Regions from separate parts of the Mus musculus genome. Here region 2 is linked to region 1. A link is a contact called in public promoter capture Hi-C data. All regions are on one chromosome and are shown on one strand. The core of a region is the stretch at or near the end of the contact, and the rest is flanking DNA. Distances in the headings are between cores, read along the strand shown.

What was found. Promoter capture Hi-C pulls out the DNA fragments that hold promoters and counts their contacts.
Region 2: a promoter capture Hi-C map of neural stem cells shows a contact between it and region 1. The contact joins the promoter of Kctd11 here to the enhancer-like site in region 1. A contact is called at or near these places in 1 of 39 promoter capture datasets (neural stem cells), 2 of 115 datasets of contacts at active chromatin or transcription factors (bone marrow-derived macrophages and double positive thymocytes) and 1 of 9 other capture datasets (embryonic stem cells).

Annotation. Positions count from the first base shown.
Region 1 is chr11:69,524,002-69,529,740 of GRCm38.p6, reverse strand. Dnah2 (dynein, axonemal, heavy chain 2) reads left to right here. Exons shown (of 86, transcript NM_001081330.1): 4 at 188-358; 5 at 5,339-5,567. Among named protein-coding and RNA genes, the nearest start is that of Dnah2, 22 kb to the left of the region's middle. Within about 2 kb of position 2,475, at least 80 of the 459 cell types and tissues checked have an H3K27ac peak or open chromatin away from gene starts, as enhancers often do. A contact at or near this core is called in neural stem cells, where this site is marked.
Region 2 is chr11:69,878,208-69,883,946 of GRCm38.p6, reverse strand. Kctd11 (potassium channel tetramerisation domain containing 11) reads left to right here and starts at 2,962. Exons shown (of 1, transcript NM_153143.4): 1 at 2,962-5,683. The coding sequence starts at 3,737. The coding sequence ends at 4,435. Acap1 (ArfGAP with coiled-coil, ankyrin repeat and PH domains 1) reads left to right here. Exons shown (of 22, transcript NM_153788.3): 18 at 191-363; 19 at 1,253-1,362; 20 at 1,455-1,565; 21 at 1,916-1,965; 22 at 2,222-2,380. The coding sequence ends at 2,322. It overlaps Mir6924 (microRNA 6924), which reads left to right and starts at 1,853; the gene lies at 1,853-1,915.

The DNA of each region.
Region 1 (5,739 bases), core at 1,226-3,725:
ACATTCTGTTTTCATTCTCCGAGGCAGGGGAGTCTGTTGCTCCTTCCCTTAAAAGCTAGAAGAAGCCTGCCATTCCGTCTTCCCAGCCTTCTGGCACCTCATCTCCCAAGTCAACCCTTATAGCCGTGGACGGGAGGACCACCCATCCTCACAGCTCTGACACACCCTGTCTCTCTGTTCTCCGCAGAAGCCCTTCTTCCTCTCACGAACGATGTTGACCGGACTGGCAGATGCCACGTGGACGGGGGAGCACGACATGGTTCTGGAGCACTTTGTCCAGGATCCTGCGGTGCCTGCCCTCACCATCTTCATTGACCCCGTCTTTGGGTTGAAGCTGGAGCTGGGCATGCCTGTGCAGGTGGGTACCCCACTTTCCAGGCTCTGTGGAGCTGCTGCATATCACCCTCATCCGGAGTCACGCTCCCTCTGTGCCCCACGGCTCGTGGAACCCCACTCTTAACCTTTGAGACATCTCTCCAGCCCTGATTCAAACTTGCAGTGCAGCTAGTGATATCAGTTACTCGGTAGGATACCTATCTAGCACAAAGGAAAACCTGCAGTTGGTTGGTCCCTAGCCTTAAATAATTTGGGAGTAACAGTCCAAGCCTTTAAATCTAAGTATTTGGGAGCTAGAGGCAGAAGGATCAGAAGATCAAGGATTTCCTTGGCTTTACTGCAAGTCCCAGGCTGGCCTGGGCATATGAGACCCTGTCCCAAAAACCACTATTTTAAAATAATATATATCTAAGCCGGGAGGTGATGATACACACCTTTTATCCCAGCACTCGGGAGGCAGAAGGCAGGTGGATCTCTATGAGTTTGAAGCCAGTCTGGGCTACAGAGTGAGGTCCAGGACAGCCAGGGCTACACAGAGAAACCCTGTCTCAAAAAAAAAAAAAAAACAAAAAACCAAAAAACCAAAAAAACAAACCCCCAACCCCTATATATATATATATATATATATCAACAGTAATGATGAAGAAAGTAATAAAGGAGATTCATAGACATAAGAATCCTTTATTAAACTATAGTAATTAAAACAGTTAATACTAGGGCAGGAGTATAAATGATGAATAGCAGCATTAAAGGAATGTATAAAAATAGATATGAGTGGGTTGGAAAGATGGCTCAGAGGTTAAGAGCACTGACTGCTCTTCCAGAGGGCCTGAGTTCAATTCCCAGCAACCACATGGTGGCTCATAACCATCTGCAGTGGGATTTGATGCCCTCTTCTGGTGTGTCTGAAGACAGCGACAGTGTACTCACATACATATAATAAATAAAATCTTGAGAGAGAGAGAGAGAGAGAGAGAGAGAGAGAGAGAGAGAGACAGATCCATTTAACTTGCTACAACAGTAGATGAGAGATTTTACTGTATTCTCCAGGTTAGGGTGGCTAGTTTAAACTTCCTTTAAAAAATGACTACGCACAGTAGCTTAGTGGAACCTTCAGGAGGCCCTGCACTCAATCCCCAGCACAGAAAGGGAAAAAAAGAGTCATGTCTCTCGGCATTCTGATTTTAGACTCCAAGGAGTGTCTCCTCCTGCCATGCCCACGCCTTTCTCCACTGTGATGCTCTGTGCCCTGTCACACCGTTAGCCAAAATAAACCCTTCTTCACTGGGGCAGGGGTAGAGGTGGGAGTGGGGGAGTCCATAACCTAGTATCTGATAAAAGGGGCAAAGAGTGAGACCTGGGACATGAAGGCAGCTCACAGCCCAGGATCCACAGAACACAGGGAAAAGGCATAATCAAATCTAGTGAATTTCACAAACAGGTGTGAACCCTAAACTGTGCTGAAGCTCCAAGTTCCTTCTCTTCCCGCACTTGGTTGGGGGAAAACCTTGGAGCATTCCAAACATCCCCCAAGAGGTTTGTCATTTAACAAAGATTTGCTATTGCCTTAAATTAGCCTTAACCACGTGCCCCTCCTCACACAAGTCTCTCAGGCTACAGAAAAGAGAATAACATAAAATACCTAATCCTTTCACTTTACCTTCAAGAGGCAAAATAAACTGGCCTCTCCCAGTGGGGCATCAAGAAGTCGCCCACAGTGTGCTAGAGCCAAAAGAGTGAATTGACAAAGCTGCTCAGGCATGAGCAAAATGGGGCGAAATTGCATGGCAACGGCGGGCACATTATACCAAGGACAAAGGGAAGAAAAAAAAAAAAAAGAACAAAGCGCGTATACAGGAGGGAGATCTAACCCAAGGAAGGAGGCTCCTCACAACAGCCACGGTGCAACTCGATACCAACATGAATTCAGTCTCTACGAGATGATAAAAGGTGGAAGGAGATGAAAGGGGGAGGTGGGGCACGGATCTTAGGGAACGAATAAGGCAGCGTGCTACAAAACCAGATGAGAAATGGCGGGGAACTGAATAGCTGTGGTTGAAAATCCGTCACCGACTGAGCGCAAGGCTGAGGCAGCCGCCGTTCATGAGAAAGAAAAGGCCGGACACATTAATGCAATTAGGGAGACGCGAATAGACACGAGGGATGGGCACAGCCCAGCTGCAGGAGTAGACAGCCGTCACAGTGTGGATTTAGAGAGAACATACAAAGAATTTTCCTGAGATGCACAAGGAACGGCGTCTGGGAGTGAGAAGGCTGCGCTGTTGCTGCTTACCGACGGCCTCTCACGTTAATGTCAGCGTGCATTTTAGTTTCAGCACTGAAATGTAAGGATGCCAGTTCTGGGGAACATTATGGCGTTCCACCGAGAACATTTAGCTTCAACCTAATAACAAGCATTTAGATAAATCCAAATTAAGGGACATTTGAAAAACATCTGGCTTGATTCTTAGAGTGATTGATAGTACAACGTAAAAGAGAAAGCCCGACATGATGGTACATGCTTGTAATCCTGTCACCTGAGAGGCTAAAACAGGAGGACACACACACACACACACACACACACACACACACACACACACACAGAGGATAGCAAAGGATAGGAGTTGTTGAAATGAAAGGAGGTTGTAGGAAACAGAGGCAGGAAGGAGTATTAGGAGTTCCAGGCCAGCCTGAGTATGAAACTCTGTCTATACCCCACCAAAAAAACCTAAACAAACAAACAAACAAACAAAAATGCACCTCAAACACCACACACTCACACACTCACTCACACACACACACTCACTCACACACACACACTCACTCACACACACTCACACACACACACTCACTCATTCACACACACACACACACACACACACACACTCACACACTCTCTCTCTCTCACACACACACACACAGAGGCTAGGCATGGTGGTACATACCTTTAATTTCAGCATTAGGGAGATAGAGGTGGAAGGATTCTGTGAGTTGAAAGCCATCCTAATTTATGTAGCAGTGTATTCTAGACCAGGGCTTACATAGTGAGACCCTGTTTCAGAAGAGAAACAGCAGCAACAACAAAATAAGACGATGGATAGCCCTGGGCGGGATATGGATGGGGAGGAAGAGATCCAGCTATACGTGACATCATTTGGACAACTGGAGGAAGTTAAATGTGGACATATATTGTATTAGATAAATTTTTCTATCACCATAATTACAGTAATTTTAGAAGATACAGGCCAAGCATTAAGGGTGTGGCATCTGGATGCCTGCAGCTCACAAAGGCTCAGGTATAAAGAGGGGACAGACAGATGGAGCATTGACATTGAATCCAGGAGGCAAGGATATTTTGTTAACTTTATTTTTCTTGAAAATTTTCTACGAGTTGGAGTTTTTTGAAAATAAAAATTGAAAGAGCCGGGGGTGGTGGCCCAGGTCTGCAGTCGCAGCTGCTAGAAAGCAGAGGCAGAATTTCTGCAATCGTGAGTTCACAGCTGAGACTCAAAAAAAAAAAAAAAAAAAAAAAAGGAAGAAAGAAAGAAAGAAAGAAAAAAAATCGAACATGCGTACATGCACACAACTGAGGGCCGGAATATGGTTCAGTAGGTCATGGTATTTTCTACACAAGCCTAATAATCAGGGTCTGTTCCCCGAATTCTCGGTGGAAGGAGAGAAATGGCTCCCCAAAGATGCCCTCATCTCTACATGTGTGCCCTGACAAAACATGCATATACTTGCGTTCTCTCTTTCTCTCTCTTTCTTTCTTTCTCTCTCTCTCTCTCTCTCGTGCACATGTGCACACACACAGACACACACACATTATCCTCATCACCATCTCCATGATCATCACAATATAAAATAAATAGAAAGTTGGGTAGCAATGTGCTTTCATAGTAGAGCTTATACTTAGCATCTGTGAAGTTAAGGAATCCGTTCCCAGCATGGGAAAAACAACAACCACAACCACAACAACCACAACAGCAAGGGATCATTCTGAGGTGTCCCTGGGTGAGAGACATTTATTTGGAGCTTAACAATCCTCATAGCAACTTCAGATTCTTCTTATTCTATTAAATTCAAACAAAAATTAGATGCAAAACCTTTAAAAAAGGGATTCTCCGTTATCTCTATGTGTGTGTTGGTCAAACATTTTCATCTCTGACAAATACCGGAGCAAACTCTTTTTTTTTTTTTTTGGCTTTGTCTTCTAAGTGAGAAAAGCTACAGACTTGTGAACGTGGGCTACAGCAGCACTCAGCCCAGGTGAAAATGAATGGTAAATGCCAGTCAGGGGAAAGGGTACGCAGACTGAAACTTGGTGTGAGGTGCACACCTGTAACCTTGCCCCAGAGGGACAGGCAGCGGATCTCAGTTCAAGGTTACCCTCAGCCATGTAGTAAGTTCTAGGACAGTTTGAGACCCTGAAAATAAAAAATAAAAAACTGAAATAAGAAAGCCTAGAAAAGTTTTTCTTTTTTCTTTTGTTTGTTTGTCTTTTGAGACAGGATTTCTCTGTGTAACAGCCCTAGCTATCCCGGAACTTACTATGTAGATCAGACTTAACATGGAACTCACAGAGTTCCACCTGCCTCTGCCACCGGAGTGCTGGGATTAAATTAAAGGTGGGTGCCACCACCGAGGCCTAGATAATTCTGACTTGCGATCTTCTTCCTGGATCTCTCTTACTTCTCCCTGTTTTTTCAATGGCTGAAATAAAATCTCTATTCTATCCTGTCCATTTACTCACTCAGCCAACACATCTATTGATCATCTACCATATGCTAGACATAGTGTGTTAGACTCTTAGTTGAACAAAATAAAGTCTGTGCCCCCGGGGCATGTTTTATCCGTCCCCCTCCCCAACATCTGTGGCTATGGCATCTACACCAGGAAGCATAGGTAGGGACAGCACTAAGAGCTCAGCCTGCCTCTCCCAAGGGGAGCCTCAGAGACCTTTGGGCATCCTGGAGACTGAACTCTGATCTCTCGCCTGCAGACGCAGAATCAGATTGTGTACTTCATTCGACAAGCCCCAGTTCCCATCACCCCAGAGAACTTCGAGGAGACTGTGCAGTATGGGACGGTGCGGGGTGCCTACATCCCGGCTTTGCTCCGGCTGCTCAGCGGTGTCTACGTCCCCCAGATTTTTATGAATAAGTCTTGGCCTGAGAGCATCCGGAATCATTTTGTTTCACACCTGCATAGGTTTTTGGCCTCTCTGACAGGTAAGCAAGAGGCTGGCGTGGCTGGCTTCTCCATGCTGGGGTTGTGAGGCGCTGGGCAATTCATCAGTACCAGCTTCCCCCAACCCCCTCTGGCACTAAGGCCTCACGTGTGCACAATCTCTACCACAGATCCACACCACCAACTCTATTACTAACATTCATATTAAAATAT
Region 2 (5,739 bases), core at 1,713-4,212, 350 kb before region 1:
CACACAACACACATACCAACACGTATACACATCCACAGCGCTCCCGTTTCTCACCACAGCTCTGAGTCACAAGGGACTCCCCACAATTTGGACGTGACTTATCCCACTGCAGCACCTGGGGACTTTGCTGAAGATTTTCTTTCTAGACCCGGCACTGATACTCCTTAACAGAATTAAATCCACTTGACAGAGTGCCCGTCTGATGACATGGGAAGCCTGCACCCTGGGGCCCTGCTGTTTCAAGCTGCTGGACATCCCCCATCTCTTCCTACCATGGCTGATGCCCTGGCCCATGGAGCTGATGTCAACTGGGTCAATGTGGGCCAGGGGAATGCCACACCTCTGATCCGGGCCACAGCTGCTGTGAGGACCATGCTGACCTCCCCAACTCTACCCTAGAGCTCTCCCTGGGGTCTCCTTCCCATAGGGCAAGATAAATAATATAGACTAAGTGTTTGAAGTGTGATTTGGAGGTGGTGAATTAGATTTTTCGTCTGCTACTTACATGAGCTTTTAAACAAGTTGTCAATATCCCTGTGACTTAGTCTCCTCAATGTAAAATAAGGAAGCAGACCGGAGAGATGGCTCAGAGGTTAGGAGCTCATGCTGCGTTTGCTCAGGATCAGTTCCCAGCATCTACAAGGCAGCACATAACTGTAACTCCAGTGCCAGGAGATCCAGCGCCCTCTACTGGCCCCCTCATTCACTGCATGTGACACACAGACATACATGTAGGTAAAACACCTATACACATAAAATAAAAATAAAACAATCTTTAATTAAAAAAAAAAAGAGGGACAGCATGACTCATCAGGGTGCAGGATATGCTTTGGGGAGGGACAGATTTTCTCTGTGTAGCCCTGGCTGTCCTGGAACTCACTCTGTAGACCAGGCTGGCCTTAAACTCAGAGATTTGCTGGCCTCTGCCTCCTGAGTGGTGGGCTTTAGATTAAGACATGTGCTACCACTGCCTGGCTTTTTTTTTAATGTGCATTGGTGTTTTGCTTGCATGTATATATATGGGAGGGGGTTCCCTGGAACTGGAGTTACAGGCATTGTGGGTGCTTAGGACTGAATCTGACTCCTTTGGACGAGTAGCTGGTGCTTTTAACCACTGAGACATCTCTCCAGTCCCGGGATAGATTTAATATATGAGCATCTAAAGGTCGAGGACCAAGCCTGACACCTCACTGAGCCCTGAAACATCCAAAAATCCACCTCTAAAAATGCCATCTTCTTGATCTCTATGCAGAACTCTCTTCTGGCCTGCGAGTTTCTCCTCCAAAATGGGGCGAATGTGAACCAAGCAGACAGTGCCGGCCGGGGTCCTCTCCACCATGCCACCATTCTTGGTCACACAGGGTAGGGAGCCATGGAAATGGCACCATGGGGAGGAAGCTTTCTGGGAGTGAAATTGGGGGATGCCTGTTGCTGAATTTAGCTCTCTTCTCTAGGCTCGCTTGCCTGTTCCTGAAACGGGGTGCTGATCTGGGGGCTCGAGACACAGAAGGCAGGGACCCTCTGACTATCGCAATGGAAACCACTAATGCTGACATCGTAACCCTGTGAGTATGCCGAAGGGGCAGACTGATGCTTGGACAGTCCTCGTTGGGGTGAGACTAACGTCAAAACCTGACTTGGAGGGTGAGGTCTGGGGTGTGTGTGTGTGTGTGTGTGTGTGTGGAGAGGGGTGTGGAGCAGGAGCATGGACCAGTTGGGTGAGATACTGAGAGTTCACCTGGGGAGCCATTATTAGGACACCAACATTGCAAAAATGTTCGTGAGTGTAAGCTTTTATCTTTAAGCACTAGTTATGGACAGACATTTTTAAGGAGTGACACAACTCAAGAATTGGACAGAGGATGGGGATTTGGCGAAGTTCCAGGTCTTTTACTCCTTAATCCCCACCCTTCAGGCTACGATTGGCAAAGATGAGGGAGGCTGAAGCGGCCCAGGGCCAGGCAGGTAAAGTAACCACGTATTTCACCCCGACCCCGACCCCAGGTCCATACCGAAATGCCTGACCCCTTAGTACCCAACTGCATTAATACCATTGTTTATTCAACAAACATGTTTTGGGCACAGCGAACGTGCCTGACCTGTGGAACAAAGGTACTGTACTTAGGATGCACCCACACTTTAAAGTGCTTACCCTGCCAGGACCACCCCTACTGTGTAGCCCGGCTGTCCAGCCTCCCAGTCTTTCCTCTGATTTCCTTAGGAGACGAGACGTATCTCGACATATTCCGAGACTTCTCCCTCATGGCGTCGGACGACCCAGAGAAACTGAGCCGTCGCAGTCACGACCTCCATACTCTGTGATTCCAGGCTCCTCCCCACCCTGCCCCATTGAAGTCTCCATTAAAGTCTCTCAGCTTGGCTTCTTTCTTAGTTCATTTACTGTGCGCCACCTGGGGGCCCGGCAGAGTGTTTGGCACACTGGCCACCCAGGTGCGGGTAGCCGTGGTTACTCAAGAGGCTAGGGTTTCTCTAAAGGAGGAAGTTGACTAGCACCCGGTGGCTTGGCGGGAGGGGCTTTCGAGCCCAGGGGACCAGGGAAGCCACCGCGTGGGAACCTGGGCTCGCTGGGATGGCCCGAAGGCATCCCGGGAATGCGATGGCTCAGCATCCGCCCCCTCGGGAGTTCCCGACCGGGATCCAACCCGGAGACGTGGATTCTCTCAGACTAGAAGGATGGACTGGAGACTCCATCCTCGACTAAGTTGTACTAGTGAGGTCATGCACATCTGCAGGGAACGCGGGGCCGTCGCGGCCACATCCGCAACGAAGCCTGTGAATCATTCCACCCCCGCTCCAGTCGGCCGGTCCAGCCTGTTCGCCCCATCTCTCGCACTGGCAAGGCCGGCTCCCACCCATAGCAGAGCCCGGCCAGCCCACGGGGGCGTAGGGCGGGGCGCTAAGGGGCGGGACTGTCGCTTAAAGGGCCACTGACCGCTGCCCTTAGGCCACTTCCTGGGGGTGGAGAGGACCTCAGTGCCTGCTGCGACAACCCAGGAAGGCGGTAACGCCCGAGCCCTGAGACACTGTTCCCAACAGAGTCCCGGGACACTCTCAGCTCTGACTGCAAGAGCATCGCCTCTCCCAAGCCATACAGAACTGCTGGCTACCGGCTCCTATCAGTTGCGCCTCCATCTTTTGGGACACACGCCCCTAACCCTGGCTGGGCCTCTGAACAGGTCCTCGGAACCCGACGTGGACTCTACAACTACAAAAGCTCAGAAACTCAAACTGATCCTTTCAGCGTCCGACCGGTGCTCACCACCGTCACCTGCTGGTTGAATTTCGGAAACCCACTGTCTGAAGAGTACAGGAGGGAATCGCTGACCACGCACAATCAGAAGCGTCTGGACCAAAAGCTCCCTGATCCTGTCTGGCTGCCGTCTGTTCCTTTCATCGGTTCTTTCATCCTCTCGGGGATTTTTGTGTCCTGAAGCCCCCAACCACCACCAAAGTAGCTTGGGTGAGCTACAAACTTTACTGTCTTGTTCTCCAACCTCTGCCTCCAACTTAGCAAGTCTGAACGTTACCACCCAATTCTTTCCAAACCCCCAAATATCTGCTTTTTCCTTCTCCTTGCCTGTCTCTTATATTACCCAAAATTTCCCCCCCTCCTGTGTCCTCTTTACCCCCTTCCTTTGGGGGTCCCGTGACCCTAAATGTGGGGGGAACACTATATTCCACTACACTGGAGACCCTGACTCGCTTCCCAGATTCCATGCTGGGGGCCATGTTTAGGGCTGACACCCTAATGCCAGCCAACCTTAACCCGCAAGGAGATGGCCATTACTTCATCGACAGGGATGGCAAGGCTTTCCGGCACATCCTCAATTTTTTGCGGCTAGGCCGTCTGGACCTGCCCCGTGGGTACGGAGAAACTGCCCTTCTTAAGGCAGAGGCTGACTTCTACCAGATCCGGCCCCTCCTGGATGCCCTGCGGGAATTGGAAGCCTCTCGGGGTACACCTGCATCCACAGCCGCCCTACTCCATGCAGATGTAGATGTCAGCCCCCGCCAGGTGCACTTCTCCGCTCGAAGGGGCCCCCACCACTATGAGCTGAGCTCTGTCCAGGTGGACACCTTCCGAGCCAACCTCTTCTGCACTGACCCTGAGTGTCTGGCTGCCATGCGCAACAGATTTGGTGTGGCCATTGGGGACAGGGCAGAAGGAGGTCCACATTTTCGGCTAGAGTGGGCCTCCCGCCCCCAGGAACTCCCTGAAGTAGAGTATCAAAGACTGGGGCTGCAGCCACTGTGGACTGGGGGGCCAGAAGATCGTCGGGAGGTAGCGAACACGCCTACATTCCTGGAGGAGGTGCTACGGGTGGCTCTGGAACATGGCTTCCGCCTGGACTCTGTCTTCCCAGACCCTGAAGACCTTCTGAACTCTAGATCCTTGCGCTTTGTGCGCCACTGAGGGTGCTGCCCTCCACTTGACTGCAGAGGAGGGGGATGAGTCAGCCAAGGGGCCTGTGGCTCTTCTAAAACCTCTTTCTAGTACTGGTGTGGTAGCTATGAAAGTCAGGGATTCCACCATACCTGGCCAGAGCCTAGAGCTGGGGTTCCCAGATCGAGCTGCCCCCTTCCACCCCACAAGACTCACGAATGGTCCAGAAGGTCTACGCGGGGGCTTATCCTGGGAAAGCATCGTGGATTCTCTAGCCTGTTTTTGCTTGAGGATGGGTCCTCTGTATTCAGAAGTGTGGCAAAGTAAGATAGCACCTCTTTGCCCAGGCTAAACCTAGCAGAGCTCTGGCGGGTTGAGCACTAGGTGGGAGGACTTTGACTTATCAAATGTAACCTGCTCCCTAGACTGTGGTTTCCTTTACTGGAGCTGACATCTTATCCTACAGTAACCATTAAGAGGCCAGGACTCTCTGGGAGGTTTCTTTACTATGTTCCAAGCCACCTATTGTGGGACACTCCATCCTAGGGTGACATAGGGAGCAAGGAGAACCTCCATCAACACGGGGGCTAGAGCTCCCTTCTGGAATTCCAGAGGATCCTGTATGGAAGTGGGGCTGGACCATGGTGTCCAGAGGCCTCTTTCATGTGTGTGCGCCTGCCAGTCAATAGATCTGATGCTGCCTGGCTCCCTGCTGTCTTGGTTCCCATCAGTGTTGCTGACTCCTGTGCTTGTGTATTGGTCCTTCTGTGATCTTGGCCTGTCCAGGCCTGTTTGGGGTTGCTTAGAAACTCTCCAGGCTCAGGTACTTCTGTGGTATGTGTAAAAGCAGATTCAGATTTAGTTTAATCATAGGGTGTGTGTGTATGTGTGTGTGTGTGTGTGTGTGTGTTTGCATGTGTGTTTATGCCTGCGCTGCCACGTAGGCAGGAGGGCCTTGTTTGAGTTTGAGTCACACTAGGCCCTTCCTATGAGAGGTAAAAGCCTCTGGGCTTAGCTGGGCCTCTGAGACCTCTGGGAGCTCTTGGTTGCTGAGACAACCATGAGCCTGTTGCTAGGAAATAGCTGGGTAAGGAAGGCCTAAGGCTGTCCTGGGCAGCCAGGAGCTAGAGTTGGGAGAGTCGGGGAGGGTGTGGGAAGGATAGCATTTCTGGGTTCCTGGGCGGATGGGATACACACATAAACATGGTCATCATTGGGTGGAGTCATTCATCTATCACTGTGACTTACAAGAAGAAAAATAAATTGCTTTCAGAACCATGACGTGTAAAGGCCACTATCCCCTTGCAACAGAAACCCTGATTTATCCGTCCTAG